2 separate regions of the Mus musculus genome follow, and region 2 is linked to region 1. Evidence: chromatin contacts called from public HiChIP or PLAC-seq data. All regions are on one chromosome and are shown on one strand. Each heading gives the region's core, a stretch centred on a gene start, on an enhancer-like site or on the middle of the called end of the contact. The rest is flanking DNA. Distances are from core to core; before and after follow the strand shown. Region 1 has its middle 12 kb from the start of Gm41312. Region 2 overlaps Oxr1 (oxidation resistance 1).

Region 1 (4,828 bases), core at 2,261-4,760:
AGGGAGAGGGAGAGGGAGAGGGAGGGAGAGGGAGAGAGAGAGAGAGAGAGAGAGAGAGAGAGAGAGAGAGAGAGAGAGAGAGAGAGAGAGAGAGAGATCTGAGACAGAAGGGAATTATTAGGTGAGATCATTTTATGGTTATTAAATCGATGGACCGAGGCAGAAAACCCATGACATCACCACAGATCCCAGAGGGCTGCTGTCTATCACAGCACTTGTAACTGTAACCTGTGAATGAACAAAAGAATAGTTGTATGGTCACTGATCTTTCCTATATGATGGTGATAGGACTTTTTGTCTGTTTCTTTTGTTTTGTTTGTTTCCTTGGACTTCTGTGTTATTGAGACAGGATCTTATACTGTATCCCAGGATAATCTGATACTATGTGCTCCAAGCTGTCCTAGAACTTGTAACAGTTCTCCTGCCTTAGCCTTCCAGCCTGCAGTTAGCCTGGCTTCCAGGTATGATAACCACACCTAGCTTTCATCCACAAGATTTGAGAATTTCTCTCTGGGGCCTTCACTGAATCTTTTACTTACACAACAGTGTTGTGATACTATATATGTGTCCCCCTTGTCCCTACTGCAGACAAAGCCTCTGCAGGCATGTGCTAGGAAGGTGTGGGGAAACATAAACATCAAGCACATTAAACTAGTGATGACTAGCTTCAGACAAAACAGATCAAATGCTAGCAGAGTCAGTAAGTTCACTCAGGGTAAATTATTGGGAGCTTGATGGTTTTTCGAAGGAAAAACCAGCCAAAAATGGAAGAAGAATGGTTTCTCCTATTATCAAGAATGAACATATTTTAATTACATTCCAACCACCTGAAATTCCTCTTTGCAGTATCTCTGTATTGGGACCAACTTTTATTCTTACTGTTTTCATTATGTTTTTACCTCAAAAAAAAATCTATACTTTTAAAAAATCTTTTCCTGAAAAGAAGTATTCCACAATTTCTGAATCACAATAAGAATCAATGTCTGGAGACTTATGACAAGATAAAATCTCATTTTTTCTAAGATCATTTTCTCCTATTTTTATATCTCTATTTACATAAATTGCGTCATTCTCATTTTTAAATGATGTATTCTAAACAGAATTCTACATATATTAAGTTTCTGGCAAGCACTGTGCTAGTCTGAAAAAAGAAAAGCTGATATCCCACATATGTATCCCTTTCCTAATCCCTAGAAGCTGTGAATGTTACCTTACATATCGAAAAGTGAACATCCATCTTATCTTCAATATAACTCTTTATAGATGTAAGATCTTCAGACTAAGATGTCATTCTGGATTGTTCTAGGATCTGGCTGTCATTACAGTATCTTCAGGAGAAAGAGGCAAAGGACAGCTTTGCACATAAGCACATGTGTGCACACACATGCAGATACACTGCTTACATACAAGGCTTTATATATAAACAAATACATATATGTACACACATGTATGCACACATGTTTACAAACAAGGTTTTATATATAACCAAACACATGTAAGCACACACATAGGCACCAATGCACAAGAAAGTGAATTAGAGTCAGAGGAGATTGGGTAACATGAAGCAAAAAAAAACAAAAAACAAAAAACATTAATTTCAGGGTCTGGTAGTCAGAATCATAGGCCAAATTTATTGGAGTTTGTTATAATAACTCACAAAAATTATTTTAGCTGTTTGATGTCTTTAATTTAAAATTTAAAAATATATCCAGGAGGAAGCCTTAGTAGCTAATATATTCATGTCTTGTCATTTAGAGGAAGAGCTGAACTAGTAATTCAATCCACTAAGATTTGTTTTAGATTGACATTTTTAGTAAGTCACATGAAGGCTGAAGGCAAATCAATACAAATTATATGATTCCAGTTTGAAATCCTGAAGTACTTCCAGCTCAACTGCATGTTGATCAGCAACCAGTAAAGTCAGTTGTCACTGAGGTTCCCAAATGGGTGAGCAGCATATAAAAGTCTTACCAGTTTCAATTACATACAATTTTGCTTAGCTTATTGTATATATCTACTAATTAAAATGTATGATTGGAGAGAATTTTTCAATAATCCAACTAAACTAAAATTTTATTTATCTATATTTTCTAATTTATAGTCATTCTGAAATTAATGTTTGTGTTGGCTTCCACTGTAATGAACACCAAAGAGTTTGTCAAGCTTGGACAAGGACATCTTTCACCAGCCATTTATAGACCTCATCTCCAATCCAAAGTCAATTTGAATAGTTCCATATTTGCATCTTATAAATGAGGTAAATGAGAACTTGGAAGATAAGGTAAATTTTCTGAATGGAACAAAGTTACTGGCCAGTTTAGTTTAGAAGTTTAAAGTCCTTTGACCTCTTAGCTTCCGTAATCTTTACACTAATCAACCTTCCAGTAAATTCTGATACCTGCTGGCTAATGGGGTTTCAATATTGCTTTTGTTTTTGTTTTGTTTCAGGGATACAGGGGTTGAGGGAATGGGTGAGGAAGGACAGGAGAGGATCTGGGAACATTGGGTGTAGTCTTGGATTTTTTTCCACAACTTACTTTATTTGGGGTTCTTAAACAATTCTACATCCCTCTAACCCACCAACCAGAGGTAGGGGAAAAACAAGGTTAATAAGTAAAGGTTGTTGGGGACCAGTTTAGAAGTAGTTCCTTGGGGCTATGCTACTCTTCATGGTCAAGATACCAGCAGTTCTGTTCAGTAGTAAACACCAAACACCAATCAATAGTGGCAGCAGCCTGATTCAGCAGAAACAGCAAGGTTCTGCTGAGTCTGAATGAGTCAGCAAAAGCTGTCAGAATTAGCCAGAATGCCCCGAGAAGTTCTTTTGTGCATATGCTTTCTATGAAGTGAAGACCAGTAAAGACCAACAAAGACCATCAAAGACCAATGAAGCACTGTACCGCAGAGCAATGCAATAGCATCCTCTCACTGTTTATGGGGTTCCATTTATATTCTTTCTAAACATCACATGCCTTCTCAAGTGTCTGATTTCAGCAAAATATCACATGCCTTCTCACAAGACACTTTCCAGAAAAACATCATGTGACACAACTGAATTGATAAAGAAACCAGAAATTTCTACTTCACTGGGAGAAGAGAAAGTAGGATCAAAATATATTGTATGAAAAAAATTAATAAAATAAAACAAATAACTTGCAATAGAGTGGGACTTGAGTCTGTCTTTGGCCTTTTCTCTTTCTCTGTTCTGAAATACAATACAGGGCTCAGGGATACCTGGAGATCCCATGCCAATTTCTCAGGGGAGATCCCATCCCTCTGAGAAAGCACAACACACAACTGATCTGGATAAAAGGGGACGGAAAGAGAGCAAGGACCTGGAGAAGGGGTAGAGGCAGGCAGACAGGAGCAGAGCCAGAGGGCAGAGAAAGAGAAGTGAGGCAGAGAAGGACAGAAAAGAAGGACAGAAAGGGCAAGAGAGAAATGGCCAGGAACACTTGGGAACAGAGAAAGAGAACTGGAGTAGGAAACAGTCCTTGTATATGCTGCCCACACCTGGCAGTGGCAGGTGATTGCAGCTGATGATGATGCAATCCATTGCTAGGACCCTGGGAAGAGCCTAGTGGAATGTTGTGTAAGCCAACACTCTACCTCGTATCCCATCTCTTCTCCCTTCTCTGCTTTTGCCTTCAAAGTGTCGTTGAGTTGGCCTGTGATATGTTATTCTCCACCAGTAATATGAGCCAACTCAAGTCAGATTAATGTACATAAAGGCAGGTTTATTGTGAATTCACTTTCAGGCTGGCTGAAAGACAAAGACAGGGAAAAGAGGCAAAGAAAGAAATAAAGTGTGAATGGAGAGAGAGAGGGAGAGGGAGAGGGGGGGAGAGAGAGGGAGAGAGAACAAAATTTCTATATTATATAGGGAAAAGTTTCAGAAGGAGTGGAAGCCAAGCCCCTGGGCTGAAGAGTTCAGGGTTATGGGCAGGGTATTCCAGGTAAGGACTAAAGGATGCTGGGAAAACCTGGAGCCCAGGTCTACTTTGGTACATTAAATATGTACTTCAGATATTTATCCATATCGGAAATCCAACATCCAGTATGTATAATCAGTAATGTATCTAATCACAAAAGAATTAGGAATGAAGTTACATTACTTAGAGTAAATACTACATGTTCTTACTTTATCTTATATGTTCTATTGTGCCTCAGATTATCTCATTCTAAAACTGCCAATTTTACTTAGGAAATTATTATCTATTTCTCTTTTCTTTTTTTATTATCAGGAGTGTTCATTTTCTAGGTGTCCAACTTAAAGTATCTTCATGTCATTCACAACTCTTTCTCATATCACCGTTATACAACATGCACACACAACTGCTTACCAAATTCAATCATCACTCCTATCTAAAATGACAGTCTAACTGTTAAGTTGGTTTCACAGACCTATTAAAAAATCTAATAGACAATCATTCCCTACAGTGCATTGATACACAAATGTACATAGGGTTTCACAGAGGTCATAGATACCATGAAACAGAGCCTCACTCCCCAGACTCAAAACCTTTCTCTTCATTGAGCATTTTCTCCTTCTGTGTCAGATGTTGCCACCCTTTCTGTCATCTTTTATCTGCTCTTCCTTTTGTCTCAAGTATATTTATTAAGAAGATTTAAATATAAACATTCTAGAAGAAACCTCGGAGCATTCCAAGCCCTGGACATGGCACCTTGCAGTCAGCACACAATCTGCAAAGAATTACATATGCCCTATGTGTCTCTTCCCAGCTCAGTCCAGTGATCTCAGATGGGCAGATTGGTTTGAAGTCTCTATAGTGAAGGACTGTAAACCAAACTGATTTCTATTATATAA
Region 2 (5,019 bases), core at 1,855-4,354, 410 kb after region 1:
TGCCTGTGTCCTATGGGCATTGTGGAGGGCACAGACTAACTTGTAGGATCAGGTCTTTCCTTCCACCATGTGGGTTCCAGGGATGAAACTCAACTGCTCCGACTTAACAAGTACCTCACTTTATAAGCCAATTCACTGACCCCAGAAATAGTTTTAAATGATAAAAGTAAATGTCTTCCCAGAAACTCCACATAAGATGCCTCCTGCTTACTTGGGTTGAGAAATGACAAAAACACAAAGTGTCAGAAAATGACAGTGGTTGTCAATAGACAGTTCTCGTGCTCGGTAGTAAGAAAATAAAACCAACAAAAATAAAGCAATAAAAATAAGTCTTGCTAATAAGCATGCAATCATTCTGTTTCCCATTTCTGGTGACATGATATATAATTCTTGTAGCATGATGGCATGTCTTTAGATAACAGCTATATTGTAGTTTATATGAAAGATGACAACTTGGATAAATACTTTGTGGGATTTTGGAGGGGTAATCAATCTGGTCGAGGCTGGCAATATGGCTCAGTGGTCTAGCACTACCCTAGCATATCAGCATGCCTAGGATGGGGTGGGGGTAAAGGTAAGAGAGGAGGGGAAAGGAAAGGGAGGGATAAAAGAGGAAGAGGAGAGGGAAAATATGAATTTTTAAATGTTTAAGTTCATTTATTGTTTTTTATATCAGACCAGGTATGATTTCTCCATGTCATTTTATTTTCTATAAAATGATGACAATACTTAGTACAGCCTTGTATATGACATGTATTTAATAGTTATTTTTAATTCCTATTGTATTCACAGTATATTACCAAAAAGTTATAAACTTAAATGATACAAATCTAAATTCCCAGTAGTGTGAAGTCCAGATCCATCTTTCTACACTAAAATGGGGTTTCTGGCAGGCTATCTTCTTTTCTGGAAGCTCCACGGGGAAATCTACTTTCTTGCTTCTTCAGGTTTATAAAATACATGAGCATTTTGTGGCTCATGGTCTCACACTATCTTCAAAGTTTCTCATGTCGCATCCCTTTGAATCTGCCCTTCCTGCCTCCCTTGTCACTTGACTGTTGTTATTACAATAGGTCCACAGGCATGATTGACAAAAAATTCCCACCTCAAAGGCAGCGAACTATCAAACATCTCATCTGGTAAGACATTAGTGCTCCACCATATGGTGATATTCATAGGTTACAGAAAGCAGAATAAAGACACATTTCGAGGTCATCATTCTGCCAACAATATCAGAATACCAGCCTCTTGGAAGCCACTCAAAGCATGCTGCCCTTTGCTGTGGAGGAAGAGTCCTTCCTGTATGCCTTGTAATATTTAGGTAAGTGGATGCCAACTGACCAGTGTCCCAGAAACTAAGAGAGCCCAAAGCTCCAGCTCACTGAGTTTCGACACCTTGTGCAAACACTAGTTTGGGCACTCTGCCTAGAAATTTGGGGGATAAAAGAACAACGCCGTTGTCCTATCTAACCTAGAGCCTTGTTGTCTGAAGCAGCTGCCCCTTCCCCTCTTTGCATGCCTTTCTTAAGGGCACTATACTACTACACTAACAACTTACTTAGATACAGAAGTTGAATGCTCACTCCGCTATCAAAGTTAAAGCTCCATACACCCAGCTCTGAGGTTGGCAACTCTCCCCAGTAGTCCACGTGTGTTTGAACTCATCTCCAGACTTCTAATACATTTCTTTGGCTCACACCATCTCTCTCTGTTGTGAGAGAAGCACAACTATTCTCTCCTGTGCATGTGAACATTTGGAGTCAAATGCTATCTTGTAGACCCTAGTGCTTTCTGCTCTTTCCTGATGATGTTCCAATGTAATCAATCACCTGGGAGACATACTTCGCCTTTCTTCATTGTTAAATAGGCTTCCTGTGCTTGTGCTCCGGCAGCTGTTTTTTTTTGTTGTTGTTTGTTTGTTTTGTTTTTTGTTTTTGTTTTGTTTTGTTTTTTTCCGAGACAGGGTTTCTCCATATTGTCCTGGCTGTCTGGCTGTCCTGGAACTCACTCTGTAGACCAGGCTGGCCTTGAACTCAGAAATTCACCTGCCTCTGCCTCCCAAGTGCTGGGATTAAAGGCGTGCACCACCACGCCTGGCTTCCTGTAGCAGTTTTTAAAAGGGTCCATGTCATATGGAAGGAGCATCTACTGAGATGGATGCATTCCAGTAATGACCTTGGCTGGTTGCTAATGCGTGCAAGCATGGAGCCACCTTCCGTCTACAGATGAAGCCTTCTGTCCCCTGCTTTCCTTCCTCCACTGACTGTGCCAGCAACCTGAAGAAGGCTCAGTTCTCTTCTCTCCCCTGATTCTGCCTTCAGTCTCTCTTCTGCCTTGTATTGGATCAGCCCTTGTTAGTGTGTTAAAGGGTACTAGGAGCTATTTCAAGCACCCACCATATGCCAGCCCCTGTGTTTAAGATATTCTGCATATATTGTCTCCTTCAATCCTAATTTAATACCTTAGTGGGTAGATATTATTTCTCTCTCTCTTTTGTACTCTAGATGCAACTGGGGCACATAGACCTTTATGTTGTCCAGAAAAAGCAATGAGGTAACAGTAGCAGGGAGAATTCAATCTCAGATTCACCAGATTTCAAAGCCCCTATTGTTTACCTATTCTCTATGAGCCTGTTATTCAGTTCTGGTTTTAAGGCATGCATCTCTTTCTTGCTGGAGTTCATGGATTCTGTGGCAGATTTCTCAGAGACCCTAATGACAGATGTATTCTTGTTCATGTTGGTGGCGGTTCCTGTGGGCAGCTAAGGACTCCAGTGTGTACTGTTTTGATCACTGGACAAACATCTTCCTTGTAGGTGGTTGTGCAGATCAATCCAGGTACATTTCTCAAAGTTTCTATGTTGAACCGCAGTTAAAGAAGGAAGAAAATTTTCAGGTGTGGGTGACTTTGAGCCAAAATCACCTAAATTAGGATCCTAGTGAAGGAAAATGATCCTGACAAATCCATTCCTTTTTAACTAAAGATCAACCTTTAGTGTAACCAATGGCAGGCCAAAACTTGCTTTTCTTCTTTGAACAAAACACCCACAAAGGGAAACAGAAACCAGTTTAGCAGCTTCACTAGGGCGTTCAGAGGCTTCCTGTAACTAAAGCTTCCCATTGTGCCTCAGGTCCTGGTAAACTGGGAATGCTTCCTCCTCTAGACTCCTTGCTGCAAGACCACAAATTTACTTCTGCCAATGCTTTATATCCTGCCTTTCCTTAGTAGGAATCTGAATCTTAAATACTATTTGGTCGGTCGAGTGGGCTTTGTACCTCGGTCCAGTACTCTACCTCATCCTTTGTTTATTTTGACAGCACTTAAGGAGAGAGAGGGTGGGGCGGGAGGGAGGGGGATGGGGAGGAAAGGGGGAGGGAGAGAGGGAGAGGGAGAGAAAACAATCCTTTAATCCCAGGACTAGGGAGGCAGAGGCAGGCAGATCTCTCTGAGTTTGAGCCCAACTATGTCTACAGAGAGAGGTCCAGGACAGCCAGGACTACATAGGGAAACCTGTTTCCAACCTGCCTCACCCCTCTAAGAGGAAAAAACAAACAAACAAGAGAACAAAGTGCAACTTAAATAGCATAATAGCATGGTCTCCTGTCTCGAAAAAATAAAAAAACAAACAAACAAACAAACAAAAAAACCCCACTTTCTAGATCTTATGTTTTCCTACTCATGAAACAGCATAAAATCAAGTGCCACATACTAAAAAGGTCCATCTGGGAACATAGTATCCTTGTCCTTGTCTTCTCTAGATAGATGGGAAAGTTACAAGAAATGACCGTTTTATATATATATACATACATATATATATATATATACACACACACACACACACACACACCCTAAATTCATGAATTATACTGATTACTTAAATATCTGCATTTTCCTTCCTGTGAGAGACATAACAAGGTTTGGAGGATATATATATATATATATATATATATATATATATATATATATATATATATACATACATATATATATGTATATATATATATATATATATATATATATATACATATATATGAAAATCATCCTATATACAGTTGGGGAAGCTGAAAAAATACACCTTATCCTGAAAATTAATGCAGCCTAGAGTTATTAATGGACGAGTAGTCAAAACTGGGACAGAGACATGAGATTATTAAGAAGTATATTAAATCAATGTAGAATTTACTCAAATCTAAACGTTACATTGTGTTATTTTTTAAGCATGAATAACCATAAGAAATATGCATTTAAGTAAATGAGGTAGAGGACTACAATGTGTGTAATTTGTTGTCAAATAAGTCAGCAAATATTTTTCTGTGTGTGTGTGTGTGTGTGTGTGTACGCGCGCACGCGTGCGTGTGTATGTGTGTGTGTGTGTGCACATACAAATGTGCATGTGTATGTGGAGGAGAGAAAACCCAAACAGAAAGTAAGTGGGATAAAACAGTGATAGTGCTGAGTCTAAATACAAACTGTATAAGAACACTTTGCCCCTAGGTAATATCAGTTCATATCTAAGATGCTGCCATCTAAATTACTCACCCTGAAGATTATTACAAACTTTAGACCAATATCTCCAACTGTTACTTAGTCATGTCCATTAGGATACACCAGAGGTACTCCAATATTAGCCTTTCAAAGTTGATTTTATATCATTTGCCCTTTAAACTCATTTCCTTCTCCATTCTCTAGTGCCAAACTAGTTCTTTCCTCTCCCTTCCAAGGCCCAACAAACATTGCCACAACTAGCCAAAAAATAGAAAATAATTAAAAATTAAAAAAAAATCAAGCCACCCTCTAAAGCCTCCTGAATTAATTCACCTCTCTTAATCCCTACTGCCATAATTGTGCTTCATAGAGCACACAGATTACAACCATCAGCTCAGAGGTGGTCTCCTATATTCAGGACATATCTCTCTGTAACCCATTACATGACTTATGGTTAATTTCTAAAGGTCAAATCTGATTCCATTAATGCTCTGCTTAAAATCCTAATTGTATCCCTGTGGCTCTGAGATTAAA

What was found. HiChIP or PLAC-seq counts read pairs in DNA pulled down with a chosen protein or histone mark.
Region 2: an H3K27ac HiChIP or PLAC-seq map of embryonic stem cells shows a contact between it and region 1, with 9 times the contacts expected there. The contact joins two enhancer-like sites. A contact is called at or near these places in 1 of 15 datasets of contacts at CTCF or cohesin (the NIH/3T3 cell line), 2 of 115 datasets of contacts at active chromatin or transcription factors (both in embryonic stem cells) and 1 of 9 other capture datasets (embryonic stem cells).

What each region holds. Positions count from the first base shown.
Region 1 is chr15:41,326,756-41,331,583 of GRCm38.p6, forward strand. No RefSeq gene overlaps it. Among named protein-coding and RNA genes, the nearest start is that of Gm41312, 12 kb to the left of the region's middle. Within about 2 kb of position 3,511, at least 18 of the 459 cell types and tissues checked have an H3K27ac peak or open chromatin away from gene starts, as enhancers often do. A contact at or near this core is called in embryonic stem cells, where this site is marked.
Region 2 is chr15:41,738,972-41,743,990 of GRCm38.p6, forward strand. All of the region lies in intron 3 of Oxr1 (oxidation resistance 1), which reads left to right. Among named protein-coding and RNA genes, the nearest start is that of Abra, 130 kb to the right of the region's middle. Within about 2 kb of position 3,105, at least 29 of the 459 cell types and tissues checked have an H3K27ac peak or open chromatin away from gene starts, as enhancers often do. A contact at or near this core is called in embryonic stem cells, where this site is marked.